2 separate regions of the Anser cygnoides genome follow, and region 2 is linked to region 1. Evidence: chromatin contacts called from public Hi-C data. All regions are on one chromosome and are shown on one strand. Each heading gives the region's core, a stretch centred on a gene start, on an enhancer-like site or on the middle of the called end of the contact. The rest is flanking DNA. Distances are from core to core; before and after follow the strand shown. Region 1 overlaps ZNRF2 (zinc and ring finger 2). Region 2 overlaps EAF1 (ELL associated factor 1).

Evidence for each region. A called contact is a pair of places that touch in the nucleus more often than the background predicts.
Region 2: a contact with region 1 is called in a Hi-C map of liver, with 2.1 times the contacts expected there. The contact joins two enhancer-like sites. A contact is called at or near these places in 2 of 7 Hi-C or Micro-C datasets (both in liver).

The regions. Positions count from the first base shown.
Region 1 is chr2:45,037,463-45,042,382 of Taihu_goose_T2T_genome, forward strand. ZNRF2 (zinc and ring finger 2) reads right to left here. Exons shown (of 5, transcript XM_048077988.2): 4 at 3,190-3,267; 5 at 1-2,003. The coding sequence ends at 3,210. Among named protein-coding and RNA genes, the nearest start is that of NOD1, 38 kb to the left of the region's middle. Within about 2 kb of position 2,124, at least 1 of the 3 cell types and tissues checked has open chromatin away from gene starts, as enhancers often do. A contact at or near this core is called in liver, where this site is marked.
Region 2 is chr2:45,165,410-45,170,329 of Taihu_goose_T2T_genome, forward strand. It overlaps EAF1 (ELL associated factor 1), which reads right to left. Exons shown (of 6, transcript XM_048077996.2): 6 at 2,053-3,796. The coding sequence ends at 3,750. Among named protein-coding and RNA genes, the nearest start is that of MTURN, 9.2 kb to the left of the region's middle. Within about 2 kb of position 2,147, at least 1 of the 3 cell types and tissues checked has open chromatin away from gene starts, as enhancers often do. A contact at or near this core is called in liver, where this site is marked.

The sequences.
Region 1 (4,920 bases), core at 874-3,373:
GTACTACAGGTGCTGTAATCCCTCCTACCCCCCAGCCCCTATGACAATACAAGGCAACACAAATGGTTCTCGGCTAAAAAGGAATCTGTACAGGGAACTACTGTACACGTGATGTGACTACAGAATTGAAAGTGTGACAAAATGGTTCTGCTCCCACTGAAAAAGAGAATACAGCAGGGCCCCACAGCTACAGGTTCAGCTGAAACCAGTGATGCAAGCCCAAAAATGTAGAAACTGCACCGTCAATTACGAAAATTATCTAGTTTGGACTCCTTTAGATTTGCAGCATAACAATGGCATTTTACAGTGCAACATTTGGGGAAAACTGTTACCCAGGAAAGAACTGCTCTGCAAGCAAGACAGGAGAGTCTAGTAACATGCACTGCACTTGTTCTCCTGGATAGCAGCAGTTGCTCCTGCTCTTTGCCCCTTTTGATATGAATCACAGTAGCAACAGAGAGAAATATGTATTTAAACAAAAGAAGAACAGCAGAATTATGTATGTACAAGAAAAATGTTTGAAGTGTGCAAATTTATTTTCGCTACTGAAACCCACTAAAACTGCTGTCAGGAATAAATATTCATAAACTCTTCCCTGTACTGTGAAATTCAGATACTACTAGGATTAATTCTTGATATAAAAAGTACTCTTCTAAGCCCTGATATCTGTTCCAGTTTTTTGTCTTTTTTTTTTTTTTCTTTTTTTGAACTGTAATACCTTATGGGAACTAATACTTAACCACAGTTTTACTTGGTGTACCCCCCAGAGACAACCGGTGTTTCATGGAGCCCTGGTTATACTAATATAATACAGTAAAATAATAATAAATTAAACAAATGCAGGTGCCTTTAAAAAAAGAACGAAAAACCACACTGTCAAATGCTAGCCTCCACATGAAGAGACCAATGATTTAGATGCAAAGTACTACAAATCCTGCCATCAGATAAAACATTCAAACAAGGAAACAAAGAAAAACTTGCACATACGTGTTTTAAAAATTAAACACAATTCCCACCTTGATGTTATCTCACCCATGCCTATTAAAAAAAAAAAAACACTCTTGCTGTGCCCACATTTGTAGTTATTCATTTCCACCTCAGGAGGCAGCCTGGAGATGAGAGTAGTACAATAAAATAATTACCTGAAACATTTTTAAAAAAATACCCGTTAAACAAATTACCTTAACTGGCAGCACTTAAAATTGGTAATTCTTCTTTTTTCCTATTTAAAAAAAAAGTTGCATAGCTGTAAGATTTTGCTTTGCTGCATTTTTTTTTGTTTTGTTTTTACTCACAAGCAGTAAAAGAGAAGTTTTAGTTACTTAAATAGCAATACAATGTGCAGATTTCAACAATCCCTATAGCTTGATCAATATAAATTAGTTACCTGTCCCAGTTTTACTCTTTGGACTGCATTGTGACAAAGGTTTAGTTACAAAATTTTGAAATATAGTATTCCTATGCAGAGAAGTTTGTTTTCTGTTCTTGTAAAAGTGAAGAACATAAAACAGGGTGTGAATTCAGTAAATAAGGTCACACTGTTAGATTACATTTAATTTGCCATTTACTCTTCTTCAGCCAACGAGAAGGTGAAAACGTCCCCATTTAAAAATGGGGCCACCCTCCTGCAAGGGTCTCAGATAGCACGTATCGAACGTCTCGGCTTCCACTTGAGGCAGCAGGAAACGTGTCCAATAACCCGCTTCTTCACAGAACCAGAAGTTAGGCTGAAATTAGGAACTTTGGCCTTCGATACAAAAGAGTGTCAATAATGTCTGTGGGGAGTAGATTGTTACAGAATGTGCAGCATTTTCAAAATCCCTGTGTGTCCTTTGCATGAGTGTTTGGTATACTGAGCACTACTGGTGTCCGCAATGCTTTTTCCATGTCACTGTCCATCTCTGCCTTTTTCAGCCACAAAGAACAGTTAAGTCTCAAGCCAGGCACGCTGTGTTCAGCAAGGGAACCGCAGATCTCCTATGTTTTCTGATCAGTGGAAGCAGCTGTTGAAAAAGCAGAAGACAAAGTGTCAGCATTTCAGCTACTTCAATATATAATACACAGAAACAGCATGAACACAAACACTGCGTTTTCCTTCCCCTTTTTCCTAAAACCCCCAATTATCACCATCTCTGCTGTGAAAAAACAAGGGTTTAACAGGAGACTACACATCCATGAACATTTGAAGAGACAAACGTGCTCATAAGCGGCATGTGGGCTTCTTTCACCATTCATTTGTTGGGTGCAGCGCAGGAAATGTGTTTATCAATTTCAGCTAACATAGGTCCTGAGGTTAAAGTAATCATCCCTGTAGCAGGATATCTTCCCTCATGTTTTCTCTGCCAGCCCTTCAACAATCATACCACTGCAATGTGACCTGCAACACAGACTCGTGAAGCAAGGTGAAACAAGTGAACAGATAAATGCCAGCAATGAGGTCTTCAGACTTTTTTTTCCCCTAAATCTCTAGCAGAACAACAAAAACAAACCTTAACTTGCCGACCAGAATTTCAGATATCCATTCCTTTAAGAATTGTGATGTGTGTCGGTGTTTTGCAATGCTTGGGGGCAATAGTTTAATGCAAGATAAAGATTTAGAACTAGTCAACTGAAAGAATAAACCTATCCTTTAAACCTTTGACACTGATTACAGATCTGAAATGATTAACACCAAACATAAGCTGGAAAAATGTGAACCTCTGTGGGATGGGATAGATGGGAACATGTTAACTTTAAAAAAACAACAAAAAAAACATTCTGGAATGCATTAAAATGAAAGTGGTTTTGAAAATACCTAATTTCAACTTTTTTTTTCTTTTATGATTCCAAAAGCTTTCTGTCAGAAATAAATGCCAGTACTTGTGGAACAATCCAAAATTAAATGATTGTATTATTTTGATCTTGTTTCTTTTCCACAGAAAAAGTACTCTTTAAAAGTTAATGCTAAAACTTCACTGGCACTGACTTGCCACTTTCCAGTACTAAAAACGAAATACACCATTTCAGACTACACCACATAAGGATGCAGAAACCTTTTACATATTGTAATATACGTCATTACTTACTGATTAACCTTGCTGTTCTGAGACACAGTAGCAAATTCACAAATTAAGAAAATAGCATCGAGAGTTATTTCAGATAATCAAAATATTTGTTGTTGAAATGTACATGTCTGAAAAGAAATATTACCTAAAAACATGAATCTTCTCTTAATCTGATGGATGCTCAGGGCAAGATCTATTTACTTCAAACCATTCATCTATGCAGCTGTTGGATGCAAGACAAAAATGAAAACGATTGACATGAAAATCCCAGTAACAGCAGTAAGAAATGCATATAAATAGGTATTTCATAATTTCCACAAATAGTTGGATTTTATATTAACAAAGAATTACATGTATCTACACAAATCCACGTACACATTCAACATCTTCATATATTCACAAACAAAGAATATATTTCAACATTCCTTGAAAACATAATAACCCAAAACCACAGCTGTATTTGGATATTAAACACTGCTGAACAGCTAAATATCTTAAGTGTTAAAATCTGCTAGGGAAGTATTTTACCAACTACTTAGCCAGCTGTCCAAAACTTTATTTTTCAATTCTCCAAATTTCCCAAACATTTTGGATTTGGCAACTAAAATAAGAAACTCTTTAGATTTAACTGCAAACCCAACTTTCTTTTATCTATCTAATTATTTATTTTTGGGGAAACGTACATTTCCTTTTGAAATTATGAATTTGATGTCCAGAATTGCATTGACAAAACATTTGAGCAAGCATTTGTGACTTATCCTGCAGAGGATGCCTATGGCTAGAAGGTCTCTGGCGAGGTGCCCACCTCATGGCAGGACTCCTCTGGGCCCAGAATGGGTCGCACTGTTCACGCTCAGCCCAGGCTAACGGTGCCACGGGTGGCTGGTTCTCTTCTCCCCGGAACAGACAGGGCAATGCTGCTGGGCTGTTTGTGTTGGCCCAGCAGCCAAACCACCCTGTGTGCAGTAGGGAGTTCGTGTGTTCCCATGGCAAGTGGGTGAAGGTCAGCAGGGCAGGAGGTGTCAGACCTCCTGCTGCACCTTCCCTGGGGTCGCTGCCAGCTTTGTGTGTCAGGTGGTGCACGCAGAGATGAGGGGAAGCCCAAAGTGAATGTTGCATGCCACAACTGGTAAAGCTGTGACCAGGCTGCTTTCTGAGGCCAGCTTCAGGAGCTGGCAGATGGTCAGGGATCCAGCTGGACAGACCACTGCAGGTACTTCCTTGCCTGAAACCCACAGAAAACCATGGGGAGCAGAAGAGTGTCTGGGATCACAGTGAGTCACTGACGTGTCCCGTGGGACTATCTGGAAATGGATATCCAGCCTCAACCTCTTGCTTCTTTCTGAAACACATACATGGCTCAGATGATGGCTTGTGGGCTTCCATCAGTCAGACATCGGGATGGGTTGCCCAGGGAGGTGGTGGAGACACCATCCCTGGGGGTGTTAAAGGAAAGGCTGGACGTGGTGCTTAGGGACATCGTTTAGTAGGTGACACTGGTGGTAGGGGGATGGTTGGACCAGGTGATCTTGTAGGTCTTTTCCAACCTTAATGATTCTAAGGATATTGTCTTACATCATTCATTGACATCTTACTTGCTGTAGTTACAGACATTTGTGAAAATAAGTACGAAACAGGCTTAAAATGTGCTCCCTCTCCCGCCTTCTAGCATTTAACAAAACTGTTATAACATAAACACACACAACCTAAGCTAAACAGCTATGATGTGCACTCCTTCCTCACACAGGTGATTTCACCTTATTTCTTTTTTCCTGTGGACTTTTCATGAAAGTGACAGAAGACTACAGTAGGAGAAGATGACTTCAAATACACTGGTGGAAATTACACTAGGGGAAATGCAGAAAGATGGTATTTA
Region 2 (4,920 bases), core at 897-3,396, 130 kb after region 1:
TCAACAAAACTGACCTTCTCCCATCAGCCTGCCTCCTCAACAAAATTGGCACAGCCGAGACTTGTGATGGCAGGGGGATGCTCTGGTGGAACAAGCAAGAGTGATGTTGCATGTCCTATCAAATTCATGGCTCTCAGCTGGGGCCTGGGACACGTTTTGCCCAGAGTTCAGCTGCAGGGACAGCAGCTGTGCCTGCTGGGCTGGGCAGCTTGGCCCTCAGGGGGACAAGGGCAGGTGGAAGCCTTTCTGTCCATGACTCAGGCTTCAAACATGAGGTTGGATGCTGGTGCAATCATATTTTAGGGCACCTGAGATGGATGAGATGAGTGAAGTTGTCCCCTTGTAAGCTCAACTTTTATATTAAAAAAAAATAGTAACTATGTTGTAAATTATGACAATCTAATTGAACCACTTTAAGTCATTATTGACTATTAATACAAAAGCAATTGTAATTATGGGAGAAATCATAAGCAGGCCGTGTTTGCTGGTGGAGCTTTAAGGCAAGTCAAACCACTGCACTGGATGAAGTCACTGAAGAAGAAACCATCACAAACCGAAGCTGTCCTGAACCACTAACCTCACCGCAGCCAGCAGGCAGCTTTCCCTTGAATGTGAAATATTTACTTAGTTCCAGTTCATTCTGATAATTGCATTCCATATGCACTGTTTATTCCCATTTAAACTAATTGGCATATAAAAAGTGTTCCTACTTTGTGTGTAAAAAAATTAGCCTAAGGTGGTTAAGATCAGCTAGCACTAAAATCCTGCAGGAGTAGAAGGTACCAGAAACTCAGGAACACTTAATTTCATTAAGAGGTTTTATCAAAACATATTTTAGTCAACTTATTTCTCCAGCACATTAAAGATACTGCCAGTCAACTAATTAAAAGAATTCTAAATAACTGCTTTTCTGCAAGTTATTTCAATTCCCATTTCCATCTGAATAGAACTTGCTGCAAATCATGAACAACAAAGAAGTAATATTTATAATTTCTCAGCATACAAAACATCGAATTTCAGGAGCCCCCAGTCAAAACTTCAGGCTGGCAATGGCTTTACCACACACATACATTTGTTAAAAAAAAAACAGAATGGAGAGGCAGCCAGACTTTGTGACTCTGCGAGTTGCCTACTGGTCTCCACGTGGCTGACCTTCACCAAACATGCACCACGTACCTGCGAGAAGGGCAGAGATCCCAGAAAGCTTCTCAGGGAGGATGCCAAGAGCCACTCGTGCCACAGCGGCAAGGAGGGGACGGGCTGTTCACACACAGGGACTGGCTTGCTTATGCCCACGAGCAGGCTGCAGGACACCACGTTACTCACCAGCCCCATGCCAGAGCCTGGGTGAGCAACACGTGGCTGAAGAGCTCACAAACCAGAGGTTGGCCAACCCTGACACGACGCCTCTCCAGGGGGCACAAAGGATGACCAAATGTCCTTCAGAAGCGATATGCAATCCCATGAAAGTTGGTTCATTTGGTCACCAACAGATGTGGAAGGGAAGAAATCTTTTAGGGGGGGATAGCAGGGAAAACATGACCTCAGTACAAACAAGGCAGAAACTTACTGTGTGAACAAAGCTTGCCCACTTGCTGATTTAAACCATAATTCACATGGTGATTCGAATGAACGTAGCCTGGTGTTGTCTTATCCTCTTAAGAATATTCCGTATATTTTATTTACGCAGAATTAGTAAACTTCCTATGACTTGTCCTGGCATTCAGAATGCATGTGAAGCCAGTGAAGGAAGCAATGAAAACATTACACTGCTGCTTTTCCATTTAAGCTCAAGTAATAATGTCAGCAGAACTCAGCAATAAGCTTCAGTAATGGGGAAATGGTAACAGAAATGCCTCCCTACTCATTCAAATCTTAAACTGGGAAGCCAGGAGCAGTAGTAGCATTAATTAGACTGCCAACTACCATGCACATCTCCTGCACTGAAGTGTAAAATCCCAGAGTGGTACAAGCTTGTTAGAGCACAGCACTTTCACTCTCAGAGAAGGAATGGGGAAAAAAAACAACGCAAACAACAACAAAAACACAAAAAGAGATCAATTGTGGCTTTACATCAAGTATATTTCATAATTGTATGTTAAAATATGTACCCACATCATAAAACACTTTAAAAAAAGAAGTATTTTTAAATGTATGTACAATAATGCAAAAATATGCCTAAATATGTATCGAATGCAAAAAAAATAAACCATTTAATAAAATCTCCCTTCCAATGTCCCCCTGCTCTTCAATACCTTAAAAAAATGAAAGTTTCCTGTTTCTTTTCCTCATTAAAGAAACAGGAGCTAAAACACAAATGATCAGACGGACAAAAGCAGTGCAAAGCAGACACTTAAGAATGGAGAGGCATCCAATTCAGCTTCATGTCCCCCCGGATTACACCACAACTGTGGTGTCACTTGGCCTATGTCACTTAATTTGGGGTTTAAAAAGTCAGCCTTGTGTTCAACCTTAAGAGGCTGCCTGTGGCACTCATTTTCCATTGGAGCAAAAAAAATAAGTTAACGATAATCCAGCTAAGCACCCTTTAAACCCCCTTAAACAGGGGTGAATTTCATCGTAGGCAAATATTTCTTGTTCTGTGTCATCCTGCCAAGCACGGAGATCACATCCAACAAACGATACGGACTAAAGTCTACCTGGACAACTGTGGTGGGAGAGAGACTTCTGCTGTTACACAGTTGCTTAGTCATCTCTTCTTTCTGCATCCTTTAGGAAACTGCAAACAAGGCTCTGGTCCTACAATTTCATTAAGTCCAATATCCTGTATTTGTGACCTTGCAATTTCACTGGCAATCAGGCTCCTAAGATTTCTGAAGATCTAGGTCTGAAGGTCTGGATTAAATGAGATGCTTCAGTTGCATAAGAAAATGCCGATCTGGTTCCTGTTCGGTGTGTTCAGGTGACTGATGTAGATCCTTTATCTTACTGGAGTAACTGCCCTCAGAGTACAGTTCGCCCGTATAACTGTTTCGCCGTAACTGAAATATAGCTCTTCTCTGAGAAAGCAATCTGAAGGGGTTTCAGTATTGCTCCCCTTACAAAAGATGGCAGGAATTGAAGCTCTGTTTCAAAAAACTGCTTATAAGGCACTGGTGCAGCAAGGTTTGTGACAAACATGGTTTTATGATTTTTCCTTTCCAACTGTTTAAAAGCATGTCCATTAAATCAATCATAAATAGCAATAAAAACACATTAGAAAAGTCCCAAATCAAATAAATCAACTTAGTGTTGAAACTTAATTTATAACAGTCCCACTTCAGTGCACACTCTAGCTCCTGCATTATTATTATTATTTTTTTAAATCTCACTGTTGGCTCATGCTCACCCTATATACAACCCCCTCGCCCCCCTCCCCCCTCCCTGAAGACACACTGGGCTGATTATCTTCTGAATATCTTCTACAAACAAGAAATTTTTAGATGACATGATGAAGTTACACATTAAAGCTTACAGATAATGAACAGACTGGAACATAGCGCCATGTATTGGCTTACCTACTGTACATACCTATTTAAAGCTTTTAAAGAATAAGAATATGGACAAAATATACACTTGATTCACAAAGTAAAACAGACCTCGACATCCCATATTTTGCAGCGTTATACATTCCTTCTACTAAAATTCCACGCGTGGAACTATTCCTGTGCCAGATCCTCTTTGTAAGCAATTTGATCACTTCAAGGTAAATTAGTTCTTCCATGTATAAAACAGCAAAAGTTCAGCCCCTAGTCATCACTGTCGCTCCCAGACTCACTTAACTGCAAGTCGTTTCCTTTGGAAAACAAAAAAACAACAAAACACAAGAAGCAGGTAGGCGTTAATTCACATTTCACTGCAATGAAACCAAAGAACAGTCGCATGTACGCTGGAAGATTTAAGAAGAACACAAGAACTGAATGCGTCACCTCAGTCTAATGGAATTGCTCTCCATGCCCAAGAGCACCAAGAGCTGGCCTGATCCAGGCCAGACGGAGCCTCCTTGGCTCCACAGTCACTGAGGCTGCTGCCTGTGGGAGGGCAACACTCCCCTTGCTAACAGCTGCAGGAGGAGTTCACAGCCTCCACCCGGCCAAGCTCCTGTGCATGGCTCCAGGATGAGGCACTGGGGAATTCCCTGGCTTTCTTGACCCTATTAAAATAGATTTCTGTTGTTGTTGTTGTTTTAAGGAGGATTGGGTAGCCAAGGCAAGGCCTCCACGTGTCAATAAGGCAGCAGGAATGTTAAAGCTATTGCAACTCAAGGCTGCTGGCTGAACTGAGTTGGCACAGGGTGAGAAGGTAAAGAAAGGCCAAGGGCACCCCTCCAAAGTGCAGAGAGGACTGGATGTGGACCAAACCTCCAGTCTCAGAGCCCATCCTGCAGAGCATTTGTGATTTGGGGACAAAGAGGATGTAAAAGGGTGCAATAATCATGTTTGTGTGTTGGTAACTGAACCTAGCCCCTTGAGTGCTCTCCCCTGACCCTGCCTCAAACACAGGTCCTTGGCAGAGCAGGTATGCAACAGCTACGCCCTGGATTTCTTAATCTCCTCTCCCCTCCTGGGGAAATTTGGGTTAGGGTCACCAGTGACTTGAATACTCAAGGTCAGGCAGAAATCACTGCCTAAAAAGAAAAGTAGCTACCTCAGGAGCTACCTCAACAGCTCCCAAATCCTCCTGGGGTCAAAGGTTTCTTGAAATTTAGTGACCTATGCAGTATTGCAGTCATGGCCAAAAGAAGCAGGGTAGGCGCAGCTCACACTCAGAAACAGGGACATGAAAAGAGTCCCACTGACGCTGCTGAACTTTGGAATTCACCCAAGGGCCTCCTCTAGCATACATTACTGACAGAAACACTGACTGGCCCCTCCAGTTTTCCAGCGAGCCTTTTCAGAATTGTCCATATAACATCTGAAC